Regions from separate parts of the Manis pentadactyla genome. Here region 1 is linked to region 2. Evidence: chromatin contacts called from public Hi-C data. All regions are on one chromosome and are shown on one strand. The core of a region is the stretch at or near the end of the contact, and the rest is flanking DNA. Distances in the headings are between cores, read along the strand shown. Region 1 holds the start of L2HGDH (L-2-hydroxyglutarate dehydrogenase). Region 2 holds the start of MAP4K5 (mitogen-activated protein kinase kinase kinase kinase 5).

Region 1 (3,319 bases), core at 687-3,186, 230 kb before region 2:
TGTACTTTTCTTTTATATACTGATACTCAATATTTCTCAATGGATAGTCCTTTTATGACCCTACATTAAAAAATATGACTTAGACAGGAAAACTAAATACATGCTTACTACATGTCTTAGCAACTGCACTCTTAGGCATTTATACAAGAGAAATGAAAACTTATGTTCATGCAAAATCTGTTCATAATGTTCATAGCAGCTCTATTCATAATAGTTCAAAACTGGGAAAAGCCCAGATATCCTTCAACTGGTGAACAGTTAAGCTATAATACACCCATACCTTGGAATGCCACTCAACAATTAAAAATACACTATCAGTACAGGTAATACATGGGATAGAGCTCAAGGACATTATACTGTGTGAAAAAAATATCTCAAAAGGTTACACACCGTGTCATTCCACTTATTTAACACTTTCAAGATGACACAATTATAGAGCTGGAGAACAGATAGGGTTGCCAAGAGTTAGGAAGGGTGGAGAGAGATTGGCTGTGAAAATAAAGGAGTAAGTAACACAAGGGATATCTTTGTGGTGATGCAACATTTCTGTATCTTAATTGTGGTGGTAGTTACAGAAATTAACACACAATTAAATTGCATACAAAACACACACACACACACACACACACTGATGAGTGCCTGGAAAACTGATGAAATATGAATAAGGTCTGTGATTTGTGCCAATGTCGATTTCCTAGTTTTGATATTGTACTATAGTTATGTAAAGTGTTACTGTTGGGGTAAATTGGGTGAAGGGTACATCAGATTTTTTTTCAACTTCTTATGGGCCTATAATATTTTCAAAATAAAAATATAAACAAAACCTTCACCAACCCTGATTTTCTTCCCTTAGGAAAACCTTCCGAAGAGTTGTCTCCACATTCCCACCAGGAATCACAAATCCTATCCCATTCTAATCCTCCTCCAATTCAGTAACACACAGCAGCCAGAGTCAACTTTTGAAACACCAACATTTAATTACTCCCCCTTCTTAAAAACCCTTTAAAAGCCTCCAAAGCCTCTTAGAATAAAATTTAATGTGTAGTTTAAATAAAATTCCTGCTGTGATGTAGCCCTTCTCCAGTGTCATTCCACACCATCTCTGTTCCGCCAAAGTCCAGTCACACTCATCTTCACCGCTTTCTAGTTCCTGAAATAGCCAAGAGTTTTCTAGCTTTAAAGACTTCGCATAAACCATTCTCCACAGAAAGCAGAGAAAGTGGTTTCGAATGGGACCTCCGAACTTCAAATCACAGGACACTGAATTCTTCAGGCTTTGATTAGCGCATGAGCTGCTTCTCACAGGAACAACTCTAGTGTTTGCTGACAGCTGACTGACTTTAAGAACGTTTCAGATCTTCCAAGCAACACCAGGAATGCATATTTGATTGCTTACAGCGCGGTAGTTCCTTTAATCCTTAAAACGACCGCCTACGGGAGAGACTAGCACCCAGTTCACAACTGAGCCTTTAATGAGCTTAAGTAACCCGCCCAGAGTTGAAAAGGAAGTGGAGAGCTTGTAATCAAAGCCAGAACTGCTTCTGACCTCTACGCAATACTGCGTGTCTTATCCTCTTCCTCCAGCCCACGAACACAACCAGGGAATCCTGCAGGTAGCTAGCTCCCTTGGATCCTGGGATCCAAGACTAGAGACGGGCTCCACATGATCCCAACTTTCCCTCACGCCCGAGACGGGAAGACCAGCAGGGGCAGGACAGCGCGAGGCGCCTCTGAAAGAAGCAGCATTGCAGGCGGCGAGCGCACGTCAGCGGCTACTCACCTGGTGCTGGCTCGGCGGCCACCTTGGCACAGTGGCCAGGGCCTCCCCAGTGCCCGCCAGCCTGCCGCGGAGAAGCCCCCCGGGAGAGCCCCCCTGGCGGGTCCGCAGGTACTGCCCAGGTAACGCAGCACCGGTACCATCGCCCGCGTCCGTCCCCTGCCTCAGCCCCAGGGGTCGCTCCTAGGGCCGGACAGAGCCAGGCTCCCTGCGCTCTCTGGGCCCGCCTCCCACGCGGGAGCCAATGAAGCGCGCGCCTCTGCCCCACGTGGGAGCGGACCAGTGACCAATGGAAGGGCGCGGAGGAGGATGATGGGGAGGTCGGCGACGCTGTAGACGCGAGGGACTGCCACTCGCTCGCTCGCTCCCGCCCTCGGACGCTGTGAGTAGGAGTTAGGCCCCGAGCGGGGCAGGACTAGGGTGGTTGTTACGCTCTGCCCTTTCCCTACTCGCATTGCTAGTCTGACTGAAAACCCGGCTCGCGCAGTCGCGCGTCTTCGTCTTCACCGCCGATCCTATTGCGGGCGGCGGGAGAAAGTGTGGGCTCGGTTACGGTGAAAACTCTCCTTTGGGCGAACCCAGCTGCCTCCCTTCCTCCCGGCCCCGCCCCGGCCCCTCGAGGCCTGGGCGGACGTGCCCAGAGAAGGGGCCGGAGCGATCCCAGGATCCAAGGGAGCTTGCTTCCGCCCCTACACTGTCTATCCGGGCCAAGACCCTTGCGCGCCGCAACGCCTGATAGCCTGCGGTCTCTGCGCCGCCTCTGTGAGCTCCCGAGGTGTCTTTCATAGTCACTTATTGGGCCTGGGAACACCGACCGCCTACATGAACCACACCATGCTGCCGTCATTTAGCAGTCTCTCTTAAATACTGGGCCGAGGTACAGTTTTACATATGCTGTGCGTGCCTGGAATAGCGACTCACCTGTACAGGTCACTTCACCCATTTGTTTATCTGTAATATGCGGGAGTTGGGCAGTGTAATCTCTGAAGGACCTAATTCTGTAAAATTACGTGATTCCCCTGCATCGTGCCAGTTTAACTCACATTCTCTGTGCCCAATGATGGATTTTGATTTTTAGGGTCAGGACAGCTGAACAATAAAAGTAAAATGATATAACTTTATTGCTGGAAGGACTAATTTGGCTTCAGTCTTTAATCAAGTGGCTTGGGCAAGTGATTTCACCTCTTCGCCTCAGACCCTCTGTGAACTAGGAATAATAGCAGAGCTTTCTTCGTAGGGCTCTTATGTTGATTACATACATAAAGCGTTGAGCACAGTGAAGTACTTAATAAATGACTGCTTTTATTATGTTTAAATGGTTTTACCCCCCTGGAAAACTGTACATAATTTGCTTTTTTTTGAAAACTGTGTAGAATGTTACCTGCTTATTCCATCACAAATGAAAAAAAAAAGTAAGAGATGGGTTTTTTTAATTCAATGTCTTATTTTGAGATAATTTCAGATTCCCATGTAGTTGTATGAAACAATAGAGAACCTGTGTACCCTTTACCCAATCTCCCCCAATGATAACATCTTGCAAAG
Region 2 (3,581 bases), core at 592-3,091:
TTCTCCACTAGTGCAGAAAGATTCAAATGCCAGTTTAACAAATAAAAAGCACCCCCATTACAGGCCTTCTCAGGAGAATCAAACAGTGGCAGAGATGTCATACCACCACCTTGAATTTTTACTACTAATAAGGAGAATATTCAACAAAAGCAGAAAAGTAGCAAGAAGGGTTGTTTTCCTTGCATATTACCACCTGCGCAAAACAACATACCCGTCCCCCCAACCCCCACAAGAGGAGTCTACTGGTTAATTATCCATGTGACACAGGTCATTTCATCTATATGCAGGAGTGTTGTTTGGAATATGGGGACATATAGCATGATTAAATCCAATAAACAAAGCTGTTGCAAAATCAAAGAAAATTTCCCTTCCTATAGCTTATGAGTTTCATTAATGCTCTCTCCTTGCGAAACAGAAAACAAAAAGCATAAAGCAATTTTAAACAATCTCTTTCCTCATGATCCTTCAAGAACTCAGTGGATTTTAAGGAATTGGGTGTGCTTCTCTATGATTTTTTTTTAAACCCCAAATTAGGAGTAACCCACCCTTATCAATGATCCCAAACAATGCAAAAGAGCACAATTAAAATGACAGCAACTCTTATCCACTGCTGGTCACGGGATGTTATAAATCCCAGAGAAACTACTAAAGTAGAAATAATAATAATAACAATAATCAACCAGATACAAATGATAAAACTTCTGCCAGAAAAAGCATCATTCTACATAGGATGTTTGGGCACACGTGATTTTGACCCATTATTAGACTGCTTAACAGTTAAAATTTGGAGGATAGGGTTTCATACTTTTAAAATCAAGCTCATCTATTAAAAAGTTTTTTTTAATGCAATATCGGGATGTAGATAGATATTCCTTCCCGTCTACTGTCTTCCATGAGACATTTTTCCACGCTGACTAGCACATCCTCAAGTGCAACTCCATAAGCAGATTTAGTACCAGAAATACGCGTTAAAAAGCCTTTATACCACACACACACACACAGAAATATAATGGTTTGCAAAGGTCTGGTTAGTTCTGATTGTTGGTAGAGATTAGAGCATGCAATGACTAGACAGTGCTCTGAACAGAATAAACGGGACCCCGGCCGCTTTATCTCCAAGATGCAACAATAAAAGCATCCTCCTCCCCGCCTCATACTTCGCCGGAAAGTGGCTCTATGCCAGGGTGCCAGGAGACCGCAGGAAAAAAGCCCGGCTCGGGACCGGCGCCCAGCCTGCCTCACCTTATAGACGTCCCCGTAGGTGCCGCTGCCGACCCTCTGGACAAGTTCGTAGTCCTGCTGCGGGTTCCGTCTCAGGATGTCCGCGGCAGGCCGCGGCGGGGCCTCCATCTTCGCTCAGGGCTCTGCCCGCGGCGCCCCGGTTCCCACTAACGAGGACGATCCGCGCCGCTTCCCAACATGGAGCCTCGGCTCGCAGCTCCTCCTGCACGAAGGATAAGCAAAAGCTACCACCCCGAGCAGCCCAGCCCCTTCCCTTCCGCTCCGCCGGGGCCCCCGGAGAAGCGGGCCTGGAGGGTCCCCGGTGCCCCGCAGCCCCGTTCTGTCCGCGGCCCTTCCTCCTCCCTGGCTTCCCGCGAACTGCCAGGCCCGGTCTCCCCGCCCGCCGGGGCCCGGGGCCGCATCGGTACCCGAGGGGCCGGCCCCGCTCTTTGTTGAGCACTGCGCCCGGGACCCACTTCCTGGCCAGCGCCTGCGTCCTGCTTGCCGGCACTCGCCGGCCGATCCAGGGCTTGCGCCGGCGCCTCCAGCGGCACCACACGGAGGAGCGTACGGTCGCGCCGCCGCACCACGTTCCCCACCCGGGGCTGCGTCACCGGGAGAAACGTTCCCGGCCAGCGCGGGTCAGCGCCCAGCGGCCCGCCCGAGAGCGCCGGCCGCGCGACCAGAGTGCCGCCCTGAGGCCTGGTCAGGTCACGACATCCTCCGGGCCGGGCTGCCGCACCCCGGCAGGGCGAGTCCCTTCGAGTCCTTTCAGGCTCTGCTACCCACTCTCAGAGGTTAGGAGCGCCCCTGGGCACTCGTGGGCCGACGCGCCTCGGCTAAACTGCCCCCAGATTCGTCAGGTAAACTTGGAGGGTGACAGGTGAAGTGGGATGGGGGCACGAGGGGGATGGGAACGCAGCCCTCCCAGATTAACACGGAAAAGGTGCATTGAGGGCACTGGGCCAGAAGTAGCCTGGCACTGGGGCGCCGGGAAAGACGTCGGGGAGTGCCTGGTTAACTAAGCTGCGGCACACCCTACTGCACCTTCCTGTTTTGCAAACTATTCCCAGTGGTACCAGTTTGAGGCTGCCTGCACACCTGCACAACCTGTCTTCTACGGAGTTTTTCCGAGACATTTCTGAAAACCTGATTTCTGAGGACGACTCAGTGACCTTTATCCCTTTTGGGCACGCGGTGTCTAACCGTAGATATTGCGCCTTTAATTGAATCAGGAGTTCTGCTGAAGCTAAAATAAAGTTAGGGACCACAAACTGGTTCTGGCTCTGGCCCTACTACTTACGATGTGATCTGTATTTGGCAGTATCTCAATATCCTTATCTGCAACTTGAAGAGGATAAGTTTTTGCATCTGACACCCAAGAAAGTGTTTATAAAGCATTTTACAGGATTATAAAGAGGGTTATCAAACATAAGAGGTTTTAAAATACTTCACAATGCACAGCACATGGAATAGAGTTCAGGGAAGTAATTTGGCTGATATTTCACAAGCTGTTCTGCAATTTCAATTCCAGTCTTGTCCTGAATGTAGAAATAAAATTGCCCGATTTATACCTACTGGAAAAGTTATTTCTAAAGCCCATTAAAGATTGAACAGAAAAAGCCAGATAACCCTCAACCAATGTATTTAGTGACTGAAAAATCACAAAAGAGCAAGTTGCCAATGTTGGCTTGTGGCTTCCAATTCAATCTGAACTTCCAATGCAATTCTGTACTCAGGCAATATATTCCTTGTTGCTGATCATTGTAATCAGTTATATAATGTATAAATTAAATTCACACCTTAATAGGAAAAGGAATATATGTATTTTCTTGTGCTCCATGCACAAAGAGCACTTACTTGGGGAACATAAGTAAGCTGACTTACATGCTCTATGGACAAAGCCTATGTGTTTGCTGCATTGAAAAAATTACTGAAGAACAGTTCCTTCATTCAGAGCTTCTTGGCACTTGTTTTGGTGGGCACATACTTTTGGCTGCAATGACTCAAAATCTTTTCAAATGTTCTATTGGTATCCTAGTACTTGCTTGCTGTCATGGATCCCTTCTTTTTTTTCTCTTTGACCCTATAAGTATTGATCCTTTCTCTAGTCTGAAGTTTATTATTTTTACTTATTTCTACCTGCATTACTCCACAGAGAGTTTGAGGCAGTACACAGAAAACACATACTGTAACACAAGATAAAAATGAGTTAGTGAGGAAATAGGTATGATGTTAAAGAGAGGGGAAATAACCAGAACAGTGCAACAAATTAGCCAAAGCAGAGGGTCTTACAGTGTTTTTGAGATCACAATGAAACACTTGATCAAGAGAGACTCACATTTTTTTCTGATACTAAA

The links. Hi-C and Micro-C count contacts between places; a contact is called where the count stands out from the background.
Region 1: a Hi-C map of skin fibroblasts shows a contact between it and region 2, with 5 times the contacts expected there. The contact joins the promoter of L2HGDH here to the promoter of MAP4K5 in region 2. A contact is called at or near these places in 2 of 3 Hi-C or Micro-C datasets (fibroblasts and skin fibroblasts).

What each region holds. Positions count from the first base shown.
Region 1 is chr11:49,644,995-49,648,313 of mManPen7.hap1, reverse strand. L2HGDH (L-2-hydroxyglutarate dehydrogenase) reads right to left here and starts at 1,936. Exons shown (of 11, transcript XM_057488475.1): 1 at 1,781-1,936. The coding sequence starts at 1,920. It overlaps DMAC2L (distal membrane arm assembly component 2 like), which reads left to right and starts at 1,776. Exons shown (of 5, transcript XM_057488479.1): 1 at 1,776-1,899.
Region 2 is chr11:49,419,336-49,422,916 of mManPen7.hap1, reverse strand. MAP4K5 (mitogen-activated protein kinase kinase kinase kinase 5) reads right to left here and starts at 1,841. Exons shown (of 32, transcript XM_057488474.1): 1 at 1,698-1,841; 2 at 1,243-1,444. The coding sequence starts at 1,350. It overlaps ATL1 (atlastin GTPase 1), which reads left to right and starts at 1,971. Exons shown (of 15, transcript XM_036917356.2): 1 at 1,971-2,084.